Regions from separate parts of the Sus scrofa genome. Here region 2 is linked to region 1. A link is a contact called in public HiChIP or PLAC-seq data. All regions are on one chromosome and are shown on one strand. Each heading gives the region's core, a stretch centred on a gene start, on an enhancer-like site or on the middle of the called end of the contact. The rest is flanking DNA. Distances are from core to core; before and after follow the strand shown.

Region 1 (5,931 bases), core at 2,781-5,280:
CATGACACAAATGGTTCACCAACTGTGCTTTTCAGTACAGTTTCCCTGACTTTGATTATGTTACTGAACCAAACTTGGGTCCACTTGCCCAGGCACAGTAAAGCCAATCTACTGACCCTGGGTCATGGTGAAGGAAAGTGCAATGTTTATTGCAAGGTGCCAAGCCAGGAGTCTAGGCAGCTAGTGCTCAAAAGACCCATACTCCTGCATGGCTTTCAGGGAAATGTTTTTAAAGATGGGATAAGGGAACAAGGTTGTGCAGTGCATGATCAGCTAGTGGACATTCTTGTGATTGGTTGGTGGTGAGGTTATCAGGAGTCAACATCATCAGTTTTCTGGGTCCAACTGGTCTGGGATCTCCATGCTTATGGGTAACATATAGGTAACTTCTGCTTAGTGGGGGTTTCAGTATCTGCAAAACAGCTCAAGGGCTCAGAATATTATCTATGGCCCTTGAGAATGAACTAAAAGCCCTGGACTTTCTTTAATGACTAAAATATTATTATTTTGTCTTGCTTGACTGCTTTCCTTTGTTTCTGCATTTTCTCACTTCTCTGATTAAATGTATTCTTTGGAAGTTGGGGAAGGCATAGGAGGCTAAAGATTTTCTACAAACAAGAGGAAGGCAGAGGACACAGATGGCGGGAACCGGTAGTGGTGGGGTTGTCTGCCTGGGAAGGCTCATAGGTCCTTCTCAGTTGCAATTAGACTGGAGACTATGCCTAGATGTTGGCAATTCCCTGACTTTCTTTGTCGTTTAGTAAAATTCCATCCTCTTCTGTGAGAAGATGAGTAGAAACTGCTAGTGAGATTATTTTGTACTAGAGATTCCTGGGGTTGTATCATAATGACAGTGTTTAGCTTCTTGAATCACGTGTCCTCTTTTCTAGTTTTCTTCAGGTATAGGTTTTCATTTCAGATTCAGTTCCATTTATTAAATGCTTGTAGCTCCTCATGAGTTTCGACCAAGAGACGTGGGGTTTACAAGTTTAGAGGTAATTAACCATTATGGGCATTCCATGTCTCCTCTTTTCTGGATTTCTCTGAGTGGTTTCTGGTGCATTTGCCTTCTTCTCTGTGTATCATGGTATAATTTAGGTTACTGCTTGCCTTTCAGTGAGTGAAACTTGTTTACATAGGTATTAGAATTGGTATTTTCTTGTGTGGAGCCTATCATATGGGTCTTCATAAGCAATCCACAGATTTAAGTGCAAAACCTACAGTTAAAATACCAGGCATTATGTAAACATTCAAACAGCCTTATCCTAAGACCTGTATTCAGATTGAATTCTGAGAAAAATGCAGGAAGTTTATAAAATTCAGGACAAAATCTCTGTGCTATTCTGAGACCTTCGTGAGAGCATATTCTCTTCTTTCTCCTTCACTGTGGAAGCTTTGACGGACCACACTCACAGCCCAGTCAGCCGGCCACCCAGCCCCTGGTGCCCAGGGAGGCAGCATGTTGCACTTGCTGAGTGCAGGCTGTGGATTCTGACCACACGGATTTGTTCCCAGCTCTGCCACTTCTTCACTATGTGTTCTTAGGCAAATCACTCTGCTTCACTAAGGGCGCCTCATCTGTAAAATGGGGACAGTAATGGCCTCTCCATGAGCTAATGTGAAGATCAATGAAATCAAGCACATGAAATGTCCAGAACAGTGCCTGGGCCATATGAAGTGCTCTATTAGCTGCCATTGTTGTTATTATTATTACTACTACAATTATTATTATGGTTACTTTTATTTTATTACTGTTACCTTATTATTATTACAATTATTATTAGTTATTTTATGTTCTTTAATAGAGGCAAAATGCTTAACCTTATTACTGTTACCTTAATAGTATTACTATTATTAGTAGTATTACTAGGATCTTATTATTACTATTACTAGGCAACAAAGAGAACTTGCTTGGGAATAAAAGTGAGCCCCTTACTGATTTCTAAGCAGGACTCAAATGCTCTTGTTGACTATATATTGTAGAGTCTTTCCCTTGAAAAACGGAAGTTTGGTAGTTCATTAAGCATAGTAGTCCTTTTGTTTTAAAACAACTCTATGTAACAATCAGATACATATGCCAAGTGTTAGAAAGTACAGACTTTCTTCAACAAAGACTATGAAAATAATGTGCTTTTAAATTAAAAATTTGTGATATACAAACTGTTATATAAGTGGTAGGGAATGGCTAATAAAATAGTTAAGCATTTTGCCTTTATTAAAGAACATATGTTATACATAGCAACATTATATCAAACAGCAATAAAATATCCTTTATTATTTACTTTGAATTAAAAAGCCTAATTGCCTAAGACCTGAGATCCTACCAAAATTGTCTCTGGAGATGATACCTTATAGCACATGAAATTGAAATCAAAGTTAACAAAATCAAAGGCATTAAATAGAAGCTAAATTTACTGACTTTAGAATAAGTGCTGGAAATCTAATGGACAAACCACTTAAATATTATTCCTGTTTTTTCTCATTTCCTTTCTTCATTTTTTTTTAAATGCCCCACACCAACCCATCCCTCAGCGGCTCTGCGCTGCCAGCTCCTGGGACAATGTTATTCTGAAGCATGTCAGTGGTGCTGTAGTTTCAAAGAGTCACTGGACCATGTGGGAGGCGTAGGTTGCAGGTTCCCACTTTTCCTAGGACCTTGTTCCTGCAGCTCTTCCCTCATTCCTTTTACATTTTATTTAATGACTCTTCTGTCACCTACTTTAGACCATGTATTAGTTTAATCTTCCTCATCGTAAACAGTTTTAAAATATTTCCTTTGAAATTGCTCAAGCTCCCATCCTATCTTCCTTTTTCTAACCCTCACTGCCAAGATGCTTGGTTGAAATTATTGAAGAAAAGAGTGTTGAGAGAGAAGAGAGAAGCTAAAAGCAAGGGTCGATAAATGCCTACATGGAGAGGTAGGAAAGAGAAACCAGTGAACAAGTCAAAGAAGAAACACTTAAAGGGGGTCAGAGAAGCTGGATGTTGCAGTGTCATCAGTGGAAAGGCTGGATGCTAGCTCCAGAATTATGGGGCTGAAAAAGAGCCCTTGTTTGGAGATTGGGATGTTGTAGGTCCTCTTGGGAGCTGTTTCTGTTGTGACTGAGAAGGTGCTATGTAAGGAGAGATTCTGCGTAGATGACTTCTTTTCCAGTGTACATGGATTTATATAATAAACAACAGATAAAGCAAAAAAAAAAAAAGAAAGAAAAAGTTGAAATCAGTGCTTACTTATAGAAAAAGAGATGTGTGACCTAGGTGCATCATATGTTACTGAATCCCTGGATTATTTGCCAGTTGTTTATAGGTAAATGGACTCATTTACTAATTGAACAATATCAAATAAAAAAGACATTATTTGGAAAGAATTTAGGAGGGAATGCCAAGCATATATTTATCTTACTCATTAGGATTGTAGACTTCCTTGTTGGTTTTTCACAATAAGGTTTGTATACCTATTCTCTTTCTTTCTCCAATTATGCCCCTCATTCTTAAGTGGTCTAATTTGAGCTTCAAATGCAGAATTTTTGGACTTTACTATCTTCTAGAAGTATATCACTCTGAAATCTTCAAACACAGTCTCAAAGAAAAACATTTTTCTTACGGGAAAGCGAGAGCTAAAGTGATCTCATATTCACATTACAATTTTGGTTTCACTTAGTGCTTGGGATAAAAATCACTTCTGAATACAATTTTATTACTTTTGTTTGTTTGGTTTTTTTTTTGTTTGTTTGTTTGTTTGCCTTTTAGGGCTGCACCTGTGGCATATGGAAGTTCCCAGGCTAGGGGTCAAATCAGAGCTATAGTTGCCGGCCTACACCACAGCCACAGCAACGCAAGATCCCACCCATGTCTGCAACCTATACCACAGCTCACGTCAACGCTAGATCCTTAACCCATTGAGGGAGGCCAGGGATTGAACCCACGTTCTCAAGGATGCTAGTCGGGTTCCTTAACCACTGAGCCACAAAGGGAGCTCCAGCCATGACGGGAACTCCGTGTTACTTTTGTTCTTGCTTCTTTTCTTACAACACTGAGTTGACTCAATAAAGTCTGACACCATGCATCTATTTCACTGAAAAATGAAAGCTGAGTAAGCCAAATGACTAATGAATTTTCAAAATAACGCATTTAAAAGAAACTGATTTTTTACACTATCACACCAGCTATAAGATGAAAGGTTGCTGAACTATTTGTTAGATATGATGTGGTGATATCTGTGTAATTTTAAAAATATAGTTCAGAGGACACCCAGTGGTTAAAAGGAGTATATTCCTTGCTGTGGCACCATGTTCAGTTGGAATAAAATATTTCTTGTCTCAGCAGTGATAATACATTTTTGACTTTGTCTTTTTAAATGACCATACATTAGGGGAGTGTGTATTTGTGAGTGTTAAGGAAACAGACTTGATTTTGACTTCTGCAACTTTTCTTCAAATACTTGAAAATTTACAAATTATAAGATTGGAAATATTAAAAATATGATTAAATGTTTCCTTTAGTGAAAACATAAATGATATTTGGAAATGTGAAATAAATGACTGAGAGTCATGAATTAAAAAACATTGAAATTTTTTTGACTTGGAAATTCCAATGCCAGGAATTTGTTGCAAGTTCATAATCAGAGGTTTATTTGATGCCTAAGTACAAAGATATTCACCATAGCTTTATATATGAGAATAACAAACTAGGGGAGAAGTGAACATACAGCCATAATGAATTGTGAAATTACAGCACAGATGTAGTGACATGGCTTCATCATACCTTGAAGAACATTTAACAAGGGAAGAAAATACTTAGGTTATAAAATGAATAAAGACCAGAGTTCCCATTGTGACTCAGCAGTAACGAACCTGACTAGTATCCATGAGGATGCAGGTTTGATCCCTGGGCTTGCTCAGTGGGTTAAGGATCCAGCATTGCCACGAGCTTCAGTGTAGGTTGCAGATGCAGCTTGGATCTGGTGTTGCTGTGGCTCTGGCATAGGCTTCAATTTGACCGCTATCCTGGGAACTTCCATATGCCTTGGGTATAGACCTAAAAAAGATAAAAATGAAATAAGAGGGTAAAGAACAATAATTAGCATAGATAAAAGAATAATGGAAGACAGTGTTTTAGCAATAATCAGAACTAAATCTATGCATGTTTCTGCTTAGACCTTAAAGGGAGAAGTCTTTTTCCTTAGGAACCCAGAAGAGGTGCTTCCAGGGTAAGGCTTCTGCCACTGCCACTGTGTGTGTGTGTGTGTGTGTGTGTGTGTGTGTGTGTGTGTGTGTGTGTGTGTACATGTGTTTGAACAGAGGTGCATCTCTTAGTTATAGACAGAGAATTAGGATTAAGCACTAAGACATCTTAGAGGGCAAGGACAGTTAAATATTTTTAGTTCATGGTTCTTTTGGAATCTGATGAAAATTGATCTTTTCCTTCAAAAAGGATGCATATGTGGATACAAAAATGCAAAGAATATGTGACATACAATGTAAGGAGGTGTAAAGATACATACCCCCCCCGGGGGGGCACTTTTATTGAGTGGCTATTTTTAGGAGGCATCATCTAAGAATATTTTCCCAGTTGGTTAGTTGTTGATGTCTGAAATTCCACCATTCACAAGTTCCCTAACCTTTGAGTTAAGCATTGCCTTCCCTTGGGGCCTCTTTTAAATTGTAGGTGCTCCTAGGAGGAATAACACATTCATTAATACCTTGTGAGAAGTAGCTTAATAGGAGGGGATGCAAATTACATAAGCATTATTTTTGTGGATTTGGTAAGGTAGAGCACTGGAAGTTTTTTTTTTTTAAGGCTGCACCCCAAGCATTTTGAAGTTCCCAGGCTAGGGGTTGAATCAGAACCATAGCTGCTGGCCTACACACACCACAGCAACAGCAATGCAGGACCCCTGACTCACTGAGCAAGGTCAGGGATTGAACCTAC
Region 2 (5,919 bases), core at 294-2,793, 280 kb after region 1:
GTCAACCAGCAAACATCAGGAGAAGTTGATAAAGTAAGTGAATTTATCCAAATTGCGAAAAGTAAATTTACACATATTCGAGGAAGTTGCTAAAATTTCAGCAGCCCGTTTCAAAGACATCATAATAATTGAATCAGAATTGAACTGTTTTGACTTTACTTCCAAAAAGATATATCAGATATACTGATAAAATGCAAATAGTGAAAATAGATATTCTTTAGGTATTAATCTTGTGAGTGATATTAGATAAAGAGCTGTTTTACATGTAGAACCTTGGAGGAAAATTATTGTCAAAAACACGTTCTTGCATATAAGATGCTAATCAAAGATTTTTTGAAATAATAAATGAATAGCATCACTGCTAGAAAAAAGTAAAAGCTTAACTGAAACTCTTTAAAAAATGTTAGCCAGCAGAGAATTTATCACGGTTTTTGGTACATTATATTTTTATCATGCTTTTTTTCTCTCTTTTAATATATTGGTCGCCAGTGTTAATTTCCATTATGTAGTACATACCATGAAAATTCAAGTGGTTTTTATTTCTCCAGATTAATTGATCTAGGAATGGAAGGAAAGGTTATCAAGACACAGGACTTGGCATCGCTTCTTTATGCGATTGCCAGAAATCCAAAGGGGCAGCAATTAGCCTGGAATTTTGTAAAAGAAAATTGGACCCATCTCCTTGAAAGGTTGGTATTTGTTTAGGGCCAATGTGTGTTCTTCCACCCAGATATCTCGGTTGCCTAAAACCAAGTGTAATCACATGTCCCTTACAGCATATAAATTATATCATTTTTACTCAAATGGTTTGAAGAAGTCTATCAACTGTAAAATTCACTAGCTCAGATTAGCCTTTCCAGGTATAAGGGAAAGGAATGAAAAGAAGGAATGAGAAGCAGATTTCTCTTACTCAGCTCAGGCAATGAAGAATTGCTGGGAATAAGAATGAGTTGAGTTAAATCCAGTCATAACCACCCCATCTCCCCAGTCTAGCTCTCTCTCCAGCCCAGAAGAAGCCAATGAATCCATGGATAGTGCATCAAACATTATTTGTTGTTTTAGAGGAACATTATTTGTTGTTTTAGAGGAAAAGAACTTCAGTAATTTTGATGAGGGCTAATCCCTACTCCCAGTTCTTCTTGGGAGGTGTTGCAGTGGAAAGCTTAGAGTGGCTAAAAGAAATTCAATCAGAGGTGTTTTGGAAGCCCCCTTGGAAACTGGATCAGTTATAGATCTTTAGAATTTCAACTTCAGGGAGAACTAGAGCTCACTCCAATGTGTTCCTGAACCTAAAATAGCCCCAGAAAAATCAATGATTAGATTTCATTGGAATGTATGGGATGGCATTGTCTTTACTTACAGAAAACCTCCTGCTAAGATTAAGATGTTCAGCCATTCCTTTTCCAAATCCAGAATGTCATTTATGAACTAAATGGAAAATAACCTGAATGAGAGAGCTGTGCATTTTGCTCTGTTTATCTTTAGCGTCAGCTAGCATCGCTGATGTCAGTCATCCTGTTCCTCTTTGCCCTCATTTCTTAGCTATAAAGGACTTGGTGTCCTCACAGACAGCTTTGTGTAAGCCAAGAGCACACTTCTGCTTCTCTCCCAGACCTTTGGGTTGATATCCACAATAAATTAGAAATTCACTCTTTCCTTCCCTCCTTTTTTCCTTCCTCCCTCCCCGCCTTCCTTCCTTCTTCTTCCCCCCTCCCTACCTCCCTTCCTTCCTCTCCCTCATTCCCTCCCTCCCTCTCTCCCTCTCTCTCTCTTTTTCTCTCTTTCTTTCTTTCCTTCTTTTTAAATATCTTAAGAACCCCACTGGAACCATTGGTTTTGTCATTTGCATGACTGACTGTTTCCTCTGGAAATGATCAGACTTTTCTGCAATGCTGTAGATTTATTTTGTAACTGGAAATTATTTCCCGCTCAATCATATGCAGAGCCCAGGCTTGGGACCATTTTTGAGATATTTAGATGTATCTCTGCTCTGCTTTTCAGCGTGAATCCCTTTGACCTGTGGTAAAAATTCTCTTTATGAGACACTGTAGTGAAGGGAGCCATCTGTGGCGTCAGTGAACCAAGCTCAACCAACGATGCCCCAATAAGTACAATACTTAAGCACAGTGGCATCCAAAATGAGATGGGAAAGCATGTTAGACAATACCTTAGTGTGTAAGAAGGAAAATATTACTATGTATATTATTTCTTATCTTATGCTCTTAAATTTTCCTTTTTACCTTTAACATAGTACGTACATATAATTCATAAATAAAAATATGTACATCTGGAAATTCTATGTCAGAAAGCCTTTATTAATGGGGTGCATAAAAAATGTAGAGAATTTTGCTTTAAATATAAACATAAACATAAATATTGCTGAACAAGCTCATCATATTTCCTCAAAAACTTTATATTTTTATCTTATGGTAAAATTTGATAATTTCCATAGCTGTCAGATTTTACTAGATGAATATACGTTATTTTGTGGTAATTAATAATATCCATTGTAATGCACATGGTTATCACATGGTTATTAATGTTATATATTTTAAATACATAGTATGTTATGTATGTTTGTATGTATGTTATGTATAAAAGGCCATCATTTTTATTGCTTAAATCCATGAGGTTCCTTTTATTTTCAGATTTGAGTTGAGCTCATTTCCCATGAGAATAATCATCTCTGGTACAACATCTCACTTTTCTTCCAAGGATGAGTTGCAAGAGGTTTGTGACTCTCTGTTGCTAACAATTTAAATATAAATGTTCAAGCTGCAGAATTGAAAGTAGACTTAGCAGTCTGGTTTGAAGTTGTGTATTAAAAGAAAACAAGCTGTTTTTACAATGTCCTATAGCAAGTAAATGGAAGGGATAGGACTAATGTTTGTGATATTCTGTATGAAAATGACACTTAAGAGATGAGTCAGATTATTTCATCCATATTGTATCACCACTGAGAGACTATATTGAAGAGTGCTTAAGGTTATTTTTAACAATATTTTTCTTGTTGGTAATGCTACTTGTCTATCCTTTTTAAAAAGCATTCTGGCATTTTACATATTTCCACAGTAAATCTTGCATTTATTTTCTATTTAAGCGAATTCAGAATTCTAGAACTCTAATCCCAGATCACTGCTTACTCTATAATTTGGCTCAATCACTTATCTTCTTATCCACAGTGTATTCACTTGTAAGATTTGTCATTCTTGTCTTACTTTATCTACTGTTTTAAGATAAAGGGAAATAATAATTATGCCAAAAAAAAGTGAAGAAGACAATAACCTTTTGGAGGTTAGCAGAGCAATGCTTGCACCTGTGTTTGTATAATTCACAAGCTATTTTGAAACCCTTTGGAAAAGAAGGTGTTTTATGAACTGTATCGGTAATTCTTTTGTTATTTTTCAGGTGAAACTGTTCTTTGAATCTCTTCAGACTCAAGGATCATATTTGGAAATTTTTCAGATTGTTTTGGAAACCATTTCCAAAAATATTAAGTGGCTAGAGAAGAATCTTCCCTCCCTGAGAAACTGGCTACTGATTAGTATTTAAATGGTCAATAGAAACAACACATCAGATGCAAACGGTCTGCGTGAAGTGAGCAAAGCTCAGGTCAGACTTCCAGATAGTGTAACCAGTAAGAAGCCTCAAGAAATCAGCCAGCACAGCTACCATCGCTGGCTGACAGATGTTTGATGCTGGGGTGGAGGACGCCCAGTTCAGTAGCCTATTTTAAAGTAAACTTCCTGAATAACGGAGATGTGTGGAGGTGTAGATAGATGTAGCTGTAATAGTTTAGTCCCAACACAGACTGTGTGCATTACCATTATGCAACTACTATTTTGCTTTTCTGATGCTTTTTAAACCTTGCATAGTATACTGGAATTAGCCCATCCAATCCATATAAAAATCTTTCTTGTGCATCTTTTCATCTCCTTATGCTCTCACTCCCTCAGCTCACCCTGCATAGTTTATTTAATTTTTACCATTCATAGAAAATCTGAATCAAATTTAGAAGCATAAAATTCAGGAAAACTGAGACTTTATCACCAACTCTCAGATTACTAGAAACTAGGTGTCAAAGTTTATCAAGGACACCAAGAGGTCCTCTTGGCTTGAGCCTCACATCCAAAAACAGCCTCAAAAATAGCCTTTTGAAACTAAAAATAGAATCATCATATGACGCAGCAATTCTATTCCTGGGCATCTATCCAGAAAAGGCCATGACGCGAAAAGATTTATGTATCCCAGTGTTCGTTGCAGCACTATATGCAATAGCCAAGACCTGGAAGCAACCCAGATGTCCATCAACAGAGGAGTGGATAAAGACATGATACATATACACAATGGAATATTACTGAGCCATAAAAATGAATGAAATAATGGTGTTTGCAGCAACATGCATGGACCTAGAAATTATCATGCTAAGTGTAGTCAGGCAGTGAGACACAAACAACATATGCTATCTCTTATATGTGGAATCTAATAAAAGGATATGATGAACTTATTTGCAGAACTGAAACTGACTTACAAACTTTGAAAAAATTATGGCTACCAAAGGAGACAGGTTGGAGGAGGGGAGGGATGGGCTGGCAGCTTGGGATGGAAATGCTGTAAAATTAGGTTGTAATGATGGTTGTACAACTATAAATGTAATAAAATGCATTGAATTTAAAAATAACCTTTTGAGATCCTCTCTGAATGAAGTAAAATCTGTAGTCACAGAGATATAGGTTAGAAAGATGACAAAAAGATTTTAAGGAGAGAAGACTCTGAAGCTGAAAGAGAGGAAAGGGAGTAGTCGTGGACTCTGCAATGAAGGCAATTCTCCAGAAAGGACCGATTGGGTAAGAAGCTATGGAGGGCAGTGTCTATTACCTATTTATGAGTGTTGTGTACAGATGGCGTTTGATAAATAGGTGTTGACTGTGTGAAGTGGCACCTAGAAATGAGGGAGAAAAATAGGAAATGGAACCTAGGAGAACTCAGACAAACCTACTTGGCAATTTTGCCTCAGCTGGTCCTGCTGGTACCTGATTGTATAATTCTGTGTCGTATATTATGCATTATGTATATATCTTGTGTGCCGGTCCTCATTGGCTCAATGTCTTGTAAAAGCCTTAACAAGTAAAACTTTAACTCCTGTTTTGTTTTTAGTTTTCTTTGGTCTCTGCATACCATAGGCCCTCCACAAACATTGCTGGCTGACTAACAGCCTGTGCTGGCAGCTATCGGCCAGAGGAGGAAGAAAATGTCTGAGTCAGCCTAGACTCAGCCAAGAACTACAGTCAAGTGTAATTTTCTGCATAAATATTGCAGGATCTTTGCATGCTCAAAAACAAACAAAATTCTGAAGGACACATTTTATGAGAATGAACCTTAGCCATGCTCTATTTTAGCATAGCTGTAAGAAATAAAAGAAAATGAAAACTAAGTATCTTCAGGAGGGTAAACATCTCCCTAGAAAGAGCAAGTCAAAAATTCCAATTAGAGATCATCTCTAAAAATATATTTTATATCCTTTGATTTTTGCTAAAGACAGCCTGTGGTCGGTTTTCATGGCTGGAGCAGCAACCCCCCTCCCCGCCCCTCCACCAACCCTACCATTTGGTGACCTAGCTAGGCCCCTTCTGATGCAGGACCTAGATATTAACAAAAACTTGGTTTCCCCAGGACACCATTATTTTAAACTCTCAGGTTAAAATATCAGAAGTGTACAAATTTGTTTGCATACAATCTACTATTCATATTTAATAGTAATAGCAAATACCTCTTTAGTGCTTATTTTGTGCCAGTCTATGCTGGGGTGTTCATCTTATTTTCACAATAACTTTGTCCTCAGTTTATAAAGGAGAAAATAAAACCAAATTTGCCCCAGTCAGAGGCAATGGTTATCAGTATATTTACAGAATTATGCAC

Evidence for each region. HiChIP or PLAC-seq counts read pairs in DNA pulled down with a chosen protein or histone mark.
Region 2: an H3K27ac HiChIP or PLAC-seq map of alveolar macrophages shows a contact between it and region 1. The contact joins two enhancer-like sites. A contact is called at or near these places in 1 of 47 Hi-C or Micro-C datasets (liver) and 1 of 2 datasets of contacts at active chromatin or transcription factors (alveolar macrophages).

What each region holds. Positions count from the first base shown.
Region 1 is chr2:103,277,466-103,283,396 of Sscrofa11.1, forward strand. The region is part of intron 2 of CAST (calpastatin); the gene reads left to right. Among named protein-coding and RNA genes, the nearest start is that of CAST, 24 kb to the left of the region's middle. Within about 2 kb of position 4,031, at least 3 of the 83 cell types and tissues checked have an H3K27ac peak or open chromatin away from gene starts, as enhancers often do. A contact at or near this core is called in alveolar macrophages, where this site is marked.
Region 2 is chr2:103,557,043-103,562,961 of Sscrofa11.1, forward strand. It overlaps ERAP2 (endoplasmic reticulum aminopeptidase 2), which reads left to right. Exons shown (of 17, transcript XM_021085395.1): 14 at 1-33; 15 at 549-689; 16 at 2,649-2,730; 17 at 3,409-5,919. The coding sequence ends at 3,552. Among named protein-coding and RNA genes, the nearest start is that of LNPEP, 8.4 kb to the right of the region's middle. Within about 2 kb of position 1,544, at least 4 of the 83 cell types and tissues checked have an H3K27ac peak or open chromatin away from gene starts, as enhancers often do. A contact at or near this core is called in alveolar macrophages, where this site is marked.